Regions from separate parts of the Mus musculus genome. Here all the other regions are linked to region 3. A link is a contact called in public HiChIP or PLAC-seq data. All regions are on one chromosome and are shown on one strand. Each heading gives the region's core, a stretch centred on a gene start, on an enhancer-like site or on the middle of the called end of the contact. The rest is flanking DNA. Distances are from core to core; before and after follow the strand shown.

Evidence for each region. HiChIP or PLAC-seq counts read pairs in DNA pulled down with a chosen protein or histone mark.
Region 1: an H3K27ac HiChIP or PLAC-seq map of VIP interneurons shows a contact between it and region 3, with 7 times the contacts expected there. The contact joins the enhancer-like site here to the promoter of Tmem132b in region 3. A contact is called at or near these places in 5 of 484 Hi-C or Micro-C datasets (the AtT-20 cell line, liver, olfactory sensory neurons and 1 more), 3 of 115 datasets of contacts at active chromatin or transcription factors (SST interneurons, VIP interneurons and neural progenitor cells) and 1 of 9 other capture datasets (embryonic stem cells).
Region 2: a contact with region 3 is called in an H3K27ac HiChIP or PLAC-seq map of VIP interneurons, with 6 times the contacts expected there. The contact joins the enhancer-like site here to the promoter of Tmem132b in region 3. A contact is called at or near these places in 7 of 484 Hi-C or Micro-C datasets (cerebral cortex, cortical neurons, embryonic stem cells and 2 more), 5 of 115 datasets of contacts at active chromatin or transcription factors (SST interneurons, VIP interneurons, embryonic forebrain and 2 more) and 1 of 9 other capture datasets (embryonic stem cells).

The regions. Positions count from the first base shown.
Region 1 is chr5:125,945,698-125,948,696 of GRCm38.p6, reverse strand. All of the region lies in intron 1 of 1700048F04Rik (RIKEN cDNA 1700048F04 gene), which reads right to left. Among named protein-coding and RNA genes, the nearest start is that of 1700048F04Rik, 18 kb to the right of the region's middle. Within about 2 kb of position 1,711, at least 2 of the 459 cell types and tissues checked have an H3K27ac peak or open chromatin away from gene starts, as enhancers often do. A contact at or near this core is called in VIP interneurons, where this site is marked.
Region 2 is chr5:126,006,773-126,009,892 of GRCm38.p6, reverse strand. No RefSeq gene overlaps it. Among named protein-coding and RNA genes, the nearest start is that of Gm40329, 33 kb to the left of the region's middle. Within about 2 kb of position 1,747, at least 14 of the 459 cell types and tissues checked have an H3K27ac peak or open chromatin away from gene starts, as enhancers often do. A contact at or near this core is called in SST interneurons, VIP interneurons and cortical neurons, where this site is marked.
Region 3 is chr5:125,531,124-125,534,270 of GRCm38.p6, reverse strand. Tmem132b (transmembrane protein 132B) reads right to left here and starts at 1,853. Exons shown (of 9, transcript NM_001190352.1): 1 at 1,581-1,853. The coding sequence starts at 1,641.

The DNA of each region.
Region 1 (2,999 bases), core at 462-2,961, 410 kb before region 3:
TACACAGCTGGCAGCTCAAAATAACCCATGACTCAGTTTCCTTGTGTGTGACAAGAACTATGGTCATTATTGGGGCTGAGCTGGCATTCTAGCTCAATCTCTTTTGCTGTGATAAATACCAGAGAGGAAAGTATTTATTTGACTTTCACTTTCAAGTCACAGTCTGTCACTGAAGAAAGTCAGGCAGAAACTCAAGTAGGAGCAGAGGCAGTAAGAATCATACTGCTTACTGGCTTGCTTCCTCTGGCTTGCTATATACCTTCCTTATACAGCCCAGGCCCATGCACATAGGGATTGAACTGCCCAGAGTGGGCTATTCCCTCCTCCATCCATTAGCAGACATGGTCATAGGCTAAGCTGGTCTGACAGTTCTGCAGCTGAGGTTCTCTCTTCCCAGGTGACTCTAGGTCAGTGTCACGTTGACCCCGGAAGCTGACTATGACAACTGGTGTCCTGAATCTGAGATGCTTAGCCAGTGTGCAGCAGGTGGTAGAAAATCCATAAACTCTACCACAGAAATCTGTGTGAGTGAAGAAGAGAAGATACACAGAAAACTGCAGAAAGAAGCAAAGCGGAATGTGCTAGTCGCTGTGTTGTTGCGAGGACAACACACCTGATAAAAAGCAACTTAAGAAAGAATGCATTTGTCTCGGCTCACAGTATGAGAGCACAGTCCATCATGGCAGGGAAGTCGTGATGGCAGAAGCGTGAAGCTGCTGGTGGTGTGTCATCCACAGTACGGAAACAAAGAAATGTATGTTTAGTTCATCTGTAGGGAAAACAGGATGGTGCGAAAGACAGAAAAACGGAGACAATCCTTTTGAAGAAAGAAGAATAAAGTCCAACATGTTGCCCACTAGTTCTTTTTTTTTTATTACGTGTGTGTGTGTGTGTGTGTGTGTGTGTGTGTGTGTGTGTGTTTTCCACAGAGAGCTTGTGGAAGCCAGAACACATCTAGAAGTTGGTTCTCTCCTTCCTCTATGTGTAACAGGGTCAAACTCAGGTCATGAGGCTTGGCAGTAAGTGCCTTTAACCACTGAGCCATCATTGGTTTTCATTTTAACTGTAGATTCTGGGTGTGTCTAACTTGAGGCCTGCACAGATAATGAGCAGGTAATGTATATCACGGTGACCAGTGGCACTTTGTAGTTGGAGAAGGATGAGCCTGGCAGCAGGCAGGTTCGGATTGCCACACAGTTCACCAGAGGAAGAAAAGAAATGGTGGATTCAAAGCTCAGCATCCATCAAGTACTTCTTTGCTCATGGCCACCAGCCTTGGCAGCATAGAGACTCCCTTTTTCCAGTGTAACCCTGCTGACCACTATTCTGTTTCTACAGAGGAAGGTTTGGTTTGCAGGTGGAGCTGAGCACTCAACTCCCTTACAAACATCTCTGAAGCACTCGCTCTGCCAGGCACCATGCCCTGCGCTTAGCATGCAGGTTGGCCATTCATTTAATTCTCCCCACGAAACCATGGCACAGGGACTATGATTGTGGAAGGTGTATTAGCATCCCACAGCTTATATTTAATGTTAAGAATTCTCTGCCATCCAAACAAAATAGATGTACTCAAATAAAAAAATATACATAGAGAGAGAGAGACATCCCATAATTTGCACCTGTTTCTCTTTTGCTGACGGATAAGCACCCTGAGGATACCACTTGGCCACTCACTGCACTGTCACCAAGAGTGCTTCTGCACTCGCTTGGGCATCGCTGTGGGCAGAGAGCCACACCTCACACAAAAGGGGCCTCACTCAGAGGGGCAGATGAGCTTGTTAATGAAAGGGATGGAAATTGGAGCCTTAATGAGCTACTGTATCATAAATGAGTGCAAATTACATTGTCAGTCTATTTACAATTTCACATGGCATGAAGCCTTGTAATTATGTCTATTCAATTATTGCATTCAGAGGCCTTTTCAGTATGGGCCTCTCACCGTGGCCAAAACCCACTTGGAAGCTTCTGCATCCATGGACGTTAGAACCGGCTCCGCCAGGACCCTGCACCCAACACCTTGAAATAAAATGTGGTCGAGGGGCTGAGGAAGGATTGATGTTAGAAAACAGAAGCTTGGGCCCTGTGAGGTGGCTCAGTGGGTAAAGGTGCTTGCCACCAAGTCTGGCAGCCTAAGTTCGATCCCCGGAACCCACACAGTGAAAAAAGAGAACCAACTTCTACAAGTTATATTCTGACCTCCATACAGACATCATAGCATACTGATTGGCAGATAGATAGATAGATAGATAGATAGATAGATAGATAGATAGATAGATAGATAGACAGATAGATGATAAGGTGATAGATGATAGGTAGATGACAGACAGAGAGACAGACAGGTGTATGGATAGAAAGAAAGAAAAAAAGAAAGAAAGAAAGAAAGAAAGAAAGAAAGAAAGAAAGAAAGAAAGAAAGAAAGGAAGGAAGGAAGGAAGGAAGGAAGGAAGGAAGGAAGGGAAGGTAGGTGTATGGATTGATAGAGAGATAGATAGGTAGATAGATAGATAGATAGATAGATAGATAGATAGATAGATAGACAGACAGGCAGAGTTACTTTGAAAGACAGGAGTTCATTGGGAGACATCTTCTGAGAATGACAACATGGCCACCATGTAAACTTTGAATATCTGAGAAATCAGGTCAGCAAAATCCTCCCAAAGGGGGAAAAAATGGCTTGATATAAACTAAAACCAGATGTTTCTTCAAGATTTTAAAATCCATTTGGAGACAGGATCTTTTTTTTTTCTTCCCCTCATAAATGCTGTTAACATTTTGGTACATATTTCTAAATATGCGTATACCACCACATCAGGTCTTAAATATGAATGATAATTCTTACATCATCATATCACTGATACCTAGTAAAGTGGTGGATGCGTGTAATCTCGGCACACAGGAGACTGAGGCAGGAGAATTATAAGTTCCAGGCAAGCCTGGACTACAAAGCAAGACTGTCTTTGTTTGCTTTCTATTGTTGTGATAAGAAAATGACCAAAAGC
Region 2 (3,120 bases), core at 498-2,997, 480 kb before region 3:
GCTCAACGGTTCTGTAGCTGTTTGGGGATGTGTTAGTGGAGACAGGGTCTTACAATGTATCCCCGATTGGCCTGCGCACACACACTATGTACACCAGACTGGCCTTGAACTCAGAGATACCCACCTGCCTCTGCCTGAAAGTGCTGGGATTAAAGATGCGCACCACCATGCCTGGTCTCTGTCATTATTTCTCCTATCTATTGTCTGTACTAAATTAAGACAGTTTCTAAAAGTTTGCTATTCATTAGTTCACACTTCTGATGAAAAAATAAAATCCCGCTTCTACCCCCTCAGAAAGATCCATTCCTGGGAGTCACGGATGTAGAAAGAGAAAGGAGGATGAAGGACCAACAGTTATCTGTACCACATGGCAGCCAGGCTCAGAGATTAATCAGTCATGCCCACTCCATTCTGCAGAGACAGAAACTGACCATATCAGATCTAGCCAGCATTGACCTGTATGTCCCCTGCCTCTGCAGTCCAGTGCCCACTTGATCTGGGCTCAGTTCTCCTCAGGCTCCCTTCCCTACAGCCTAGGTGATCACTTTACTCTGCTCCCTCACTTGTGCAGATAAACTTGATCAACACCCTTCCTAAAAACTGGTGCTGCTGAGCTATTCTCCAATGTTATGAGTTGTCTCTAAGGTATTCGACCTTTAGAACCCAGACCAAGCACCCGTTATGCCAGTGCCACAGGATAGTATACTGAAGCCTAATTAAGAGCACCACATCTATACGACAACGTGAAAGCCAGCTGCCCACCGCTATCTCAGTGCCAGCAGTGGTGGTGTTGTGCCCTCCATGTTGGTCTGGCAGGGCTTGTTCTAAGGTACACAGCCATTTCCGGTTTCGCAGCTTTGCTTAACCTAGCCCTAGTGCGAGCTGGCATCCTATGGCACATCCCGCAAGAGCAGAGGGCAACACAATGGATTGGATTTTAAGTGTGGCTGGGACAGCCCATTCCAAGGACAGTGCTGGTCAGGATCTGCAGGGTGAGACTGGCCAGAGTTCTCTATATTCCAGACCCGTACCTCCACATACATGAAGGACAAAAGCCAGCAGCCAGGGCTATCTGCTAGGCCTTCAGAAAGCTGGCTAGGCACAAGGAAAACTATTTGCAGTCTGGGGAAATAAATTAGAATATGCAAAGCTTATGAACACAATACCATTAACTCAGAAGATAAAAAGGTGCATAATTTGATAAGCCAAACATAAACGCCCTCCCTCAGCTTCTCAATTGCTATGTCTTTCTTCCCAACACAGTTCATCATTTTTATTGTGGTCGCCATGGTTTGTGGAAAGAGGAAATAATCTATATTTATAATGGGAAATGATTTGCATACATCATGCTTGCTATTCACGGTAACGAGGCCTTAGCGGAAGCCGATTCCAGCAGCTCCATATGAATGCAGGCAAGATAACCTGATACGCGCTCATTTTGCTGATGAAAAAAAAAAAGGAGCTACTCTCAAAGAGAAATCTGGAACAATTAAATAAATACTTTATTCTAATACTGATCAGTCTTCTCTGTCATAGAGACCTCTCCACCCCTGCCTAGGTCCTAGCTAATATCTCACTGTAAAGGAGTTGAAAAGGACCATCTATTTTTGCTCCTCAGTGACAGAATGGATTCATTTAAACAAGGGGGAAAACGTGCATGGCAGAGGCAGAAGTTCAGCTTTAGAGACCACGCCCTTCCCTACTTGTTTACAGAGATGAGGTATTCTGACATTTTAATGGTCCTTAAAAACCCATTCAGTTCATAATTTCAGCCCAAGTATGACTCATAGCAAGCTGTTTGCTTTTTAGCAGTCCTATCTTTGTGGATCTTTGAGTTTTGGCAGGGGGACAAAAAAAAAAATGAACTTGTGGATAAATCACCATGATTACAAATACTCTCTACTCCCAGCAAAATATCGGAAGTATTCCGGTTTCTCCCCTACCCATTGTTCTGGGGCTCAGAGCAGCACAATGTTAATTTTATAGACAAGAGAGCACTGCCACCAGGACTCAGGGAAGAATGAGGCTCCAGATGTTTGACAGCTGATCAGAGACTCTTTCCTCTCACACACATTCTGAGAAGATGATACTCCCAGTAACAATGCTTGAGATAAATCATGCCAAGCCACCGGTATCTGAGTGTGGGATACGATGGCACAGTTCCTCCCATTATTTCCTACTTGAAAATGTGTGAGGTTGACACTCATGTGTAATTTTGGAACACTTAAAAAAATAGCTATAGCTTGTCGTGACAGAAAGGTGCACATGCCGGAAGTGACCAATGAGTGATCATGAGGTGACTTGAAAGCCAAGAAACACTTGCTGCCCATCCCCTCTGCACCCTCCATTCCCCCAAGCACCCCCATTCCCACCTACTCAAGGATCCCACATCCTCATACTTCACACTGGTTCTGTCTGCACTGAACCTTGAGAACCTGGGATACGGTTGCCCAGCTTCTGTTCACAATAAGCAGGTAGAGCCATCCACCTGCTGTCGACACCAGGATACATCTACTCTCGTCACATATGATCTGTCTGAGAGCCCAGAATGCACTCTACCCCCCACCCCCACCATCAGCACATTTGGGCTGGGAATGATTTGAAGCTGTAAGAAAGCAATCATAGTCCATTTTCAGTATGCTGTGTACATAGAGCTCATGAGAACATTGCAGGCAAGCAGGAGGCACTGGGCCCCGTCTTCCCTAGAGGGCAGCTGCTGCCTGCTTGTCAGAGCCTTTCAGTTCATTCTAGGTTTACAAAGTTACAGGCATCCAGCACCTGACTGGACACGGTATTGTAGAAGGAGGAAATTTCAAGCCAAGGATATACGTTAGATGAAACTTTGCATCCTGAACCAACAGGACAGGCAATACTAGATACCAAGGGCATTGTTCCTTCACCAAGAACTTGGCCCATGAAGAATATAGTGTTTGTGTGTGTGTTTGTGTGTGTGTGTGTAGTAAGAGGTGGGGACAGTGGGCTGTGTGTGTGTGTGTGTGTGTGTGTGTGTGTGCGCGTGAGAGAGAGAGTGAGTGAGTGAGAGAGAGAGAGAGAGAGAGAGAGAGAGAGAGAGAGAGATTAGCAATATAAGAGCCAAAGTGGTACACCAGCCATTTTTGT
Region 3 (3,147 bases), core at 604-3,103:
TACCACAAGCCTCCCAGAGCCATCCACGCACAGGCTCTTCTGTAGCTGGGTGGGGCTGGACAGGGTGAGGGGACTCGTTCTGGCACAAGGCAAGAAACAGGCAGCTTCCTCCTTCAAGGTTGCCCAGGATGGCTTTTTGAACACAGCCAGGCGAACGCTGACCCCCGTGGAGAGAGAAAATAGCCACAACACTGTAATTTGCAAGTCCGAGGGACTGTGCACTTTGGCAACCGCGTCTCAGAGCTTCCGCTCTGAGGAAATGGCCTGGACCCCCGTCAGTGCCCCTCTCCAACCCACAGGGGAGTTCCAAGAGCAAGCAGCTCGAGGTTGCTCATTAACGGCGCCAAGGAAGAGCCCTCCACTTGAGGACCAGAGCCATCCTCCAGTGGTGCAAACAAAGCCCAAGGCTGGCCACCATCTCTCCAAGGGGAAAGTCTTAGTAAATATTTGGGGTCACTTGAGGTCATCTAGAAGGAAGGCAATATTTACTTTTGCCTATGCACAGTCATCCTTCCAAACAAGTTGGCATCCAGGTTTACTCCTAAGTGCGACCTCACCCAGGCAGTCGGAGCCGCAAAGTTGAGGGTGCATTTTTCCTTCCGCGTTCTGGGTATCTGTACGGTCGGTTTTTGTTTTAAGGAATGGGAAGCGAAGCTCTCAGTCTAAAGCTACCTGCTCCCAAAACGTGGGCTTTAAAGGTCTGGAGAACACAGCCCTCATACGCACATGAACAGGGCTCGTGACTGTCGCTTCTTCCCAGCCTTTGGGATTGTCTCTACTTGCCTGGGGTGGGGGAGGGGGGTACTGTCATTTTAGGATAAGCTTCCTCTACAACCAACACGTAGCAACACCGAGGTGGCTGAACCTAGCCAACTCCATCCCAGGCTGCAAACAGCATATAACTGGCTATTCTGACTTCCCCCATTCGCGGGGTTTAGGCGACAGCTGCGCAGGTGCCAGTCTGGAGCCAGACTCCCGGATCCCGGGGCGAGGGCTCTGAACACCTTCACGTTAGACATCACTAGGTGCCTGAGCGGACCACGCTCCCGGGTCCTGCTAGACCACGTATGGGTCAGGGTGCTGGGACGACCCGCGCTTCCAGAGGGTGAGCGGCAGGGTCACCTGGCTGCCTGCGGAAGCTACTTTGGGAGACAGCGGGAGCCACTTGGGGGAGCGGGTAGCTTTGGGAGGCTGGAAACAGAGGGGCAACCAGGCGCGGGAAGGACTGCAGCCAAGCCAGACATGGCCAGCCCAGACGACCTCCAGGCCCCGCAGGTGTCCAGACAACAGGACAGCAATCCACGGACGCTGGGCCACTACATCTCCAGCAGACCCCGGGGCCCGGGTGCCAGGCAGCGTAAGGAGGGGTATTTCAGGGAGCCCTGCCTGTGGCTCCCGGAGCCCCAAAAGGATCCAAAGGGCAGCTGGGACTGGAGAGGAGGCAAAGGGGACGCGCGCGGGGTTTGGGCCGCCCGGGGCTCCCCAGACCCGCCAAGAGCAGGAGGCGGCGGCCGCCCGGGACTTGGGACCCAGGCAGCAACTTTGCGCGCGGGGTCGGGGAGGGGACGCGGCCGCGTTACCTGCGCAGCGGAGCGCGCTCAGCGCCAGCAGCAGCCCGAGCGACGCGGCCGGGGCCCGCATGGTCCTCCCGGGAGCCGGCGCCGGGCTCCGCTCGCTCCTGCGCCGCCGCCTCCCGCACCTCTCAGCTCCGCGCTCGGCCGCCGGCTGCAGACGGCGCCCGGGCTCAGCGCGCGCCCGCCCTGCACTTGGCCGGAGTTGCGCGGCCCCCGCCGGCGCCGCGGCTCCTGCGCCCCAGCGCGCGTCCCATCCCGCCGCCGCCTCGGCCAGCGCCAGCTGCCGGCCGCCCCTCCAGCCAGCGCGAGAGTGAGCGAGCCGAGCAGGGAGGAGGGGAGGGAGGAGGGAGGAGGAGGGGAGCAGCCAGGAGGGAGGAGGAGGGAGGAGGACAGGAAAGGAGGAGGAGGAGGGAGAAGGGGAAGGGAGGAGGAAGGAGGAGGGAGAGGAGGAGGAGGAATGGGGCTAGAAGAAGAGGGAGGAGGATGGAGTTAGGGAAGGAAGGAGATGAAAGGAGGAAAGGAAGGGGAGAAGAAGAGGAATAGGGAAGAGAGGAAGAGAGAGGAGGAACATACCCAGAGATGTTAAAGAATAGAAAAAGAGGAGGCAGGGAGGTGTCCTCCCCCCCCCCCAGTCCCCTCCCCTCCTCCGGGCCAAGACACCAGGCGGCCACCCAGCGGTTAAGCGTCAGGATGTGTCACTCACTCCCAGGGGAGAGCACAGGGCCGCCAAGGCCTGTGGAGACCCGAATAGGTAGTCGGGCAGGGACAGAGAGAGCGTTTAGAGTGCGGAGCGGGTTCCCAGGGAGTGTTGGGAGGGAGCGCAACGCTGGGCGTCCCCGGGGTTGAGAAGGCAAGCAAGCTACCGGAGAGGCCCGCAGAGGAGGCATCTGTGAGGGATAGATTGCTGCGCGCAGACTAGGGCACGTGATAGATGTGGTGTGGCCTGAGAGCCCGCAAGAGTATCTACCAGCCTCAGGCAGATCAGAGCGCTCTTTCTGTGCTAAGGAGTGGGGAGAGGAGGCACGGCTCCGCCACCAAGGCAGGTCGTCCGATATGTCCACGAAGTGGGCCAGGCTTCAGCCCGGCGTGGGAAGAGAGTCCCAGCTTACAGGGACCAAGAAACTACAGTCCCTTTGAATGCACAGCCTAGTCCAGGCGACAGGTTGAAACAGGGAAGCTCCGAGGTGCTTCTCTGAGAGGCCCTGGAAGTTCCCTTCACCAGGCTGCAAAGCCAGACAGAGGCTGTGGTGTCTAAACACCTGAATTAGAGTCTGGGTTCTGCTCAACCTGCCACCAGTTTCTGGTGTCCTGGCTTGGCGTAGAAAAATGGGTCAGAAGCCGGGAGTGGTGGCGCACGCCTTTAATCCGAGCCCTCGGGAGGCAGAGGCAGGCGGATTTCTGAGTTCGTGGCCAGCCTGCTCTACAAAGTGAGTTCCAGGACAGCCAGGGCTATACAGAGAAACCTTGTCTCGAAAAACCAAAAAAAAAAAAAAAAAAAAAAAAAGAAAAAGAAAAAGAAAAAGAAAAAGAAAGAGAGAGAGAGAAAGAAAGAAAGAAAGAAAGAAAGAAAGAA